Linked DNA regions of Ovis aries: region 2 is linked to region 1. Evidence: chromatin contacts called from public Hi-C data. All regions are on one chromosome and are shown on one strand. Each heading gives the region's core, a stretch centred on a gene start, on an enhancer-like site or on the middle of the called end of the contact. The rest is flanking DNA. Distances are from core to core; before and after follow the strand shown.

Region 1 (3,146 bases), core at 215-2,714:
CCCGAGCCCACATCTCCTTTCGCTTACCTTGGCACCGCGTGCGGGCCAGGATCCCGAGCTCGGCGCAGGGAAGCGCTACCCGGGGAACCGGCTGCGAGCGCAGCGCCTAGGTCTCCAGCCAGAGCGGGCGCTGGCCCGGCCCCAGCCAGAGGCAGGCGGAGCCCCTCGGGGCGGGTGGCGCCGGGGCGGCTCGGGTCCCCGGGCACCACGGCGCAGCTCCGGCCGCCCGAGACCGGAGGGCCAGGGGTGGAAAGTACAAAGGCGGGCGCCCGGGCCGCGGAGGGAGGGCAGGCGGGCAGCCGGGCAGGAGGGAGGAGGGGTGGGTGGCGGCGGGGGGCTCTGGTGAGCCAGACGCGAGGAGCCCGCCCGCCCCTGCCACCCCTGCCCGGCCGCCGCCAACAAAAGACCCCCGACTCCCTTCCGACCGCGGGCACCGAGCGAGGCAGCAGCGCGCCTCCAGGGCTGCATTACCTGGTCGCCAAGGGTTAAGCGATCTTGTCAGCCCCAAGTTCATGGTTTGGTTCCAAAGCAAGGCTCGCGGTGGGGGGATCGTGAGAGACCAGGGGGGAAATCAGCCAAACACGAAGAGAAAACGCCCAACTCCGACCGGGCTCGGTCCGCGCGGGTCTCGGCTTCTTTCTCGGCGAAAGTCTGGAAGCGGGTGCACGCCAACCAAATCCCAAAGAGCGGCGGCTCCGGGGCGGCCGAGCGCCCGCGACGCGCGCACATCCAGCGCGGCCGAGGCCAGGCGGGCGGCCGGCGGGCGGCCGGGAGGGAGCGCCCGGCCCGCGTTCGCCCAGCTGCCTCCTGGCTGCTACTGAGGCGCGCGGGGCCGGCGGGGCCTCGAGGGGCGTCCCGGGCGAGGCGGAGAGGAGCGGCCTGAGCCGCGGCCTCAGCGCGCGGAGCTAAGAGCGAGGCGGCGGCGGCGGCGACAGGACAAAGGAGACCATGTGCGGAGGGGAGGAGGGAGAGGGAGGAGGAGTGCGCGCGGCGGCGGCGGCGGCGGCTTCTCCCCGGCGGCCGCCTCGGGCTTCCCGACTGCCGCTCCCGCCTGTCTAGCCGCCCCGTGGGCCAACCGGTCCCGGTCCCGCCGCCGCCACCGCCGTCGCGGCGCTGGAGGAAACGCTCCGGGAGTCCTTATTCGGGGTCGATCTCTCCGGCGCGCGGCGCGGGAGGCGCTGCAGCGTTCGGGGCGCCGGGCGGACTGCGCGGGGCCCGCGGCGACTCCCGGCCGGAGCTCGCGGGCAGACAGGCGGGAAGCGCCAGGGGCTGGCTCGGCTCCGGCCCGCGCTCCGCTCGCGGGCGCCTGCCTTTCCCGCCCGCTCGCCGCTCAAGTGAACTCCATCGGCGGCCACCGCCGGCGCCGCGGGCTCCCTGGCTGGACGGGTGGCGGGTGGGGGCGGCGGCACGGGGCCCTGGCTCCGGACTTCGCTCCCCGACTGCGCCAAGCGCGCCTGCTCCAGACGCTCGCAGCTCTCGGAGCGGGACTTCCTCGGCGCGCGGAGCCCGAGCCGCCGGTGCCACCGCCCCTCCTCCGTCCCGCCCCGCGCGCCCCGCCCCTCGCCGCCCCTCCTCTCGGCCCGGCGCCGGGTCGGCCCCGCGGGGGCGCAGTCCCCGGGTGCGACATCGACAGCTGTCGCTGCTCCCCCCGCGGCTCGGGCCCGAGGTCCCCACGGCCGCCTTCCCGGCGGGCGGGCGCGGCGGGAACTGCAACGCCCCGCGCCCTCCCCGCAGTTGTCGCTTCCAATACTGCGCGCGGCTGGGGAAAGCCACTAGGCCCGCGGCCCAGGCCGGTCACGTCGGTAAAGAGCAGGCTCTCTGGGCGGTTCCGAGGGCTCCATGAGAAAGTGATGTGGGTAAACCGCATGACACACAGTAGGTGCTCAAGAGTATTAAGTCCATTGTTGAAAATGAGGGGTGCGGGTGGTCAGAGTCTAGCATTAGTTAAAAAAAAAAAAAAAAAGGTCTTAATCCAATCTTATCTCCACCTGATCAAAGGCGGGGCTGCAGTTTGTTTGGTCTCAAAGGTAACAGTGCATGGCCTGGCGGTCCACAAATACCCACCCCACCGCGCACTTCAAACACACTGGCATTTATACCCTCCCCTCGACAAAAGCTTCCAGGTGGCTCAGTGGTAAAGAATCTGCCTGCCAATGCAGCAGATGCAGGTTCCATCCCTGTTTGGGAAGATCCCCCAGAGAAGGAGATGGCAACCCACTCCAGTATTCTTGCCTGAGAATCCCCATGGCCAGAGGAGCCTGGGGGGCTACGTCCACAGGGGGCAAAGAGTAGAACACTGCTGAACAAGTGAGAGCGACATCAACAAACGTGGAGAGGGTTTCTGCCAACAAATGCAGGGAAAGGACTGAAGCAGTGCCACAGCCTAGCTGTCAGCACTGTGTTCTCTAAGGTCTGCGGTGGGGAGAGGGGCTGAATGACTGCAATCTCGGGCCCTTGTGGATTCCCCTGAGCAACACACTCCAACCAAAGCACCTGTGTATCCAGTCTGGTGGGTCCCTGGGTAGGATTCTGGCCTTCTTTACTCACTGTCCCAATCACAGAGTCCCCAAAAAGAGTACCAGCCCCTACACAAGGGGTGAGGAGAGCCTCTGCAAACACCTGGAGTTTTCATTCCACCCCAGCTGCTTGGCAGGGCTCCCTCCTTGGTGCACAGGAAAATGGCTGAGATTTCCCCAGCACAAGGCAGAAAGGCAAGCAAGGCTGAGGCTGCCCCTGGGAGGAAGTTCCAGCGTGCATACCACGTGAGGAGTGGTGAGGGTGGGTGAGAGAGCAAGGGACGGGGCTGGGAGCGATGTACACATCACCCAAATGACACGGAGAGCGTCTCAAGCAGTCACGTCCATTTGAAGGAATGTTGAACTCCATCCCAACTTCACCTCTTTGAAGTTGAATACCCATCACTGTTTGATTTCATGGCACTCTTGAGAAACCTCTCAAGGGGAAAAAAGTGGGTACTTGCTGTATGGCATTCATTTTTTTTCCCCTTTAACTTCCAAATACAGTTAATTTTGGGAATAAGAGGCACTGTCTCTCTTGCTTCACAACACCCCTCAAACCCAAATGGCAGCACTATGTGGTGTTTTTTTTTTAACTTAATTTTTTTTCTTAAAAGATAGATCATAGAG
Region 2 (3,146 bases), core at 330-2,829, 300 kb after region 1:
TTGGGAAGATCCTCTGGAGGAGAAAATGGCAACCCACTCCAGTACTCTTACCTGGAAAATCCCATGGGTGGAGGAGCGTGGTAGGCTACAGTCCATGGGGTCGCAAACAGTTGGACACGACTGAGCGACTTCACTTTCACCTGCTCCTTGTTGCAAAGTTCTATATAACTGACTCTTTCTGCCACCTCCTTGGAACAGTTCTTTCAGGGTCCCCTAAGATCCTGTCTCCCGGGCTTGAAGTCCTAAACATTCCCACCGAATAAAACAGAACCCTCCATTTTTCAGTTTTGAGTATTTTAAGTCGACAATGTGTTGCCCCTATTTGCAGTGAAAGGTGATGCCATGTTAGCCTCGCAGAGTGCCTTCTGAGACAAACCGCTGGCCCTAGGTCCTCATGCAGCCACGGTCACAACTGAGGCTGCCCAGCGTCAGGAGTGGCCAGTTTTTATGACAGCCACTTCAAGAACCACAGCGTCACAGCACCACAAATAGAATCTCTTTGTAATTCTCCACTTCCTGGGTTGATACAAACACCCTTTCTCTCCATTGTTGCTCTTTCAATTTATTTTCGTTAAGTTAAGATGTGCCAATTGCAGGGCACCCTGGAGGTGCCTCCAGAACACACCATCCTATTTTCACAGCATGAGATCGCGAAATCAGGCAGAATGTCTGGAACTTTGGGGGGAGCCAGGACCCCAAAGCACTATGATGATTTATAATACCTCATATTTGGCTGTGCTGGGCCAAAAATGTGTACAGAAGGGTTATGAGCTGACCGGAAACCTGGGGGTAGCCTCTCACAGTAAAGCTCCCGCAGTCCCTCTTGTCTGGTGAGCATGCAAGTGTGTATGCTCAGTCCCTCAGTCGTATCTGACTCTTTGGGACCCCATGGACTGTAGCCCGCTAGGCTCCTCTGTCTGCGGAGTTTCCCAGGCAAGAATAATTTCCTGCTCCAGGGATCGAACTCACGTCTCCTGCATTTCCTGCACTGGCATGTGGATTCTTTACCACTGTGCCACCTGGGAAGCCCTCTCTTTGTCTGCTACATCAGCTCAAAGACACTAGAGTTTAGAAAGGAGAATTTTAAAAGTGTGTGTCTGTGGAGGACTGACCCCTTTACATGAGCCTGCCACGCAGCCCCGGGTGACAGAACTGCCCCGTGCACTCGACCACGCCTGTGGGACAGCTGGTGGAGCAAGAGCTCTGCCCGCCTGTGAGCAGGTCTTCCCCAGCTCCAAGCTCTCCAGACGGCAGGGAGACAGCAGTGTCCTCACGCCTCTCCATCAGCTCTTCTTTGACCTCAACCTGCGCATGACCACTAGACAGAAGCTTTCTCTCTGGGTCCCTTTATTCTCTCCGCAGTGTCAGCTGTCTTCTCTGACCTCCTTGAGGCGGCCTTTCTCATCTGCGTCCGTAGGGGAGCTCCTGCTCCCCAGCTCCCGGGGCTGCTCCCCACCCTGCTGTCAGCTTCAGCCCTGTCCTTCCACGTGGAGCTCAGCCCCGCCCCTCCCTCCTGGTCTCACCACGCCCCCTGCAGTACCATCGCTCTCACGGTCACAGAGCCGGGTCACCTGGAGGAGCTTCTGTCCCCTCAACTCCACGTGAGCCGCCAGGGAGGTGCTGATCTGCCCCCTCCCTGCTCTGCCTCAGGGGCTGAGAGAGGAGAAGGGTGTGGGAGGTGAAGCTGGAAGGGGGGAGCAGGTGTGTGTCATCTGAGTTGGGGCCCCTGGGGACTCTGTTACCGCTCCCCTCGAGCCGTGGAGAACGCGGCTCTCAACCTTGGCATTATTTGTTAAGTCCCATTTCTCTCTCATGCTCCTCATCAAATCGGCTACCCAGTCCTTGCTGACTGCCTCTCAAAAATACCTCCCCTGTCTGATGCCTCCCTTCCGATCCCACAGCCCCCAACCTCATTATCTCCTGCCGGGAGAGCTGTTGCAATCGCTTGCTAGCAGGTCTGTGAACCTCCAGGCTCTCTCGGCTCCAATCCATCTTGTGCACTGCTGCCAGATTAACCTTCCAAAGCAGTGCTTTCTAAACTTTGGCGTGCATGAGAATCACCTGGGGAGCTTGTTAAAAATACAGATGCCTTGACCCCAATCTATAGATTAGGATTGAGCAGGTCTGGGTGGGGCCCGAGGTATATGTATTTTTAACAAGTTCCCAGGTGACTCTGAGGTCGTCAAGGTTGGAGAATCTCTGGCACAGCTCTCGCCATGAGTGCTCCCTTCAAAAAAATAAGTTTCAAAGGCTCTCCACTTCTTACCCATCTCTTTCAGTCTTTACGGCTTGGTATACTCACGCCAAGTCTACCCTTCAACCCACTCTACCTCAACAGGAACCGCATCCCATGCCGAATCCTGATTGCTCACATCTTCCCATGCAGGCTTTTCGCTTCCTTGTCTCCTAACCTCTTCAAGCTGGTTCTTGTGCCCTGGGTGTTCTGCCTTATTCACTTTCAGCAGACACTGGGAGGTGGGGGACCTGGAGGCAGAAGGACCACCTGGGTGGGGACAATGCACTGTTGTACACCTTGGAATGGAAATCCAACGCACAAGGAAGGGATATCTACATTGACACAAAATAAATGCTCCTTTATTCTTCAAGGTGACATTCTGAAACATGAATTTACCCAAGGTTGCTCAACAACATAGAGAGAGCTGCTGATAATCACACCTATTTGAGCCCCAATTAAGGATTCTTTCAACCTCATCCTATTTGCTATCATTGTAGTTAAAGCTGATATAAGGAGCTACCCCAGGTCATGGTTACTTTTCAACCTGTGAAGATAAATCAGAGTTGACTTATTTGTATTCCTTACATAGTAGGGCTTGTGACCAAAAGCTCATTTTGCCCACTGGGTGCTGAAGGTTAGGAGTACTGTTTATAGCAATGGAAGAGTTTCAGGAGCTTTCAACCAACTTCCACTTTCCTTATTACCTGGAGTAACCAATTCTTTCTGATACGCTCTCTGTTCAGCTTACTGAGTGCTACCACACACACTACATACATCTTTGCATCCAACTGGCTAAATAATTATGTAGAATGAAAGAAGATCAAAAAAGAATACACATTATATAATACTCTAAACATGTAATCTGAATGACAGAAAGTAAATTTAGCATAATTGCAGAATATATAGAATA

What was found. Hi-C and Micro-C count contacts between places; a contact is called where the count stands out from the background.
Region 2: a contact with region 1 is called in a Hi-C map of liver, with 4 times the contacts expected there. The contact joins two enhancer-like sites. A contact is called at or near these places in 2 of 16 Hi-C or Micro-C datasets (hypothalamus and liver).

The regions. Positions count from the first base shown.
Region 1 is chr24:30,365,922-30,369,067 of ARS-UI_Ramb_v3.0, forward strand. The region is part of intron 4 of AUTS2 (activator of transcription and developmental regulator AUTS2); the gene reads right to left. Among named protein-coding and RNA genes, the nearest start is that of GALNT17, 320 kb to the left of the region's middle. Within about 2 kb of position 1,465, at least 15 of the 54 cell types and tissues checked have an H3K27ac peak or open chromatin away from gene starts, as enhancers often do. A contact at or near this core is called in liver, where this site is marked.
Region 2 is chr24:30,662,017-30,665,162 of ARS-UI_Ramb_v3.0, forward strand. The region is part of intron 3 of AUTS2 (activator of transcription and developmental regulator AUTS2); the gene reads right to left. Among named protein-coding and RNA genes, the nearest start is that of GALNT17, 620 kb to the left of the region's middle. Within about 2 kb of position 1,580, at least 2 of the 54 cell types and tissues checked have an H3K27ac peak or open chromatin away from gene starts, as enhancers often do. A contact at or near this core is called in liver, where this site is marked.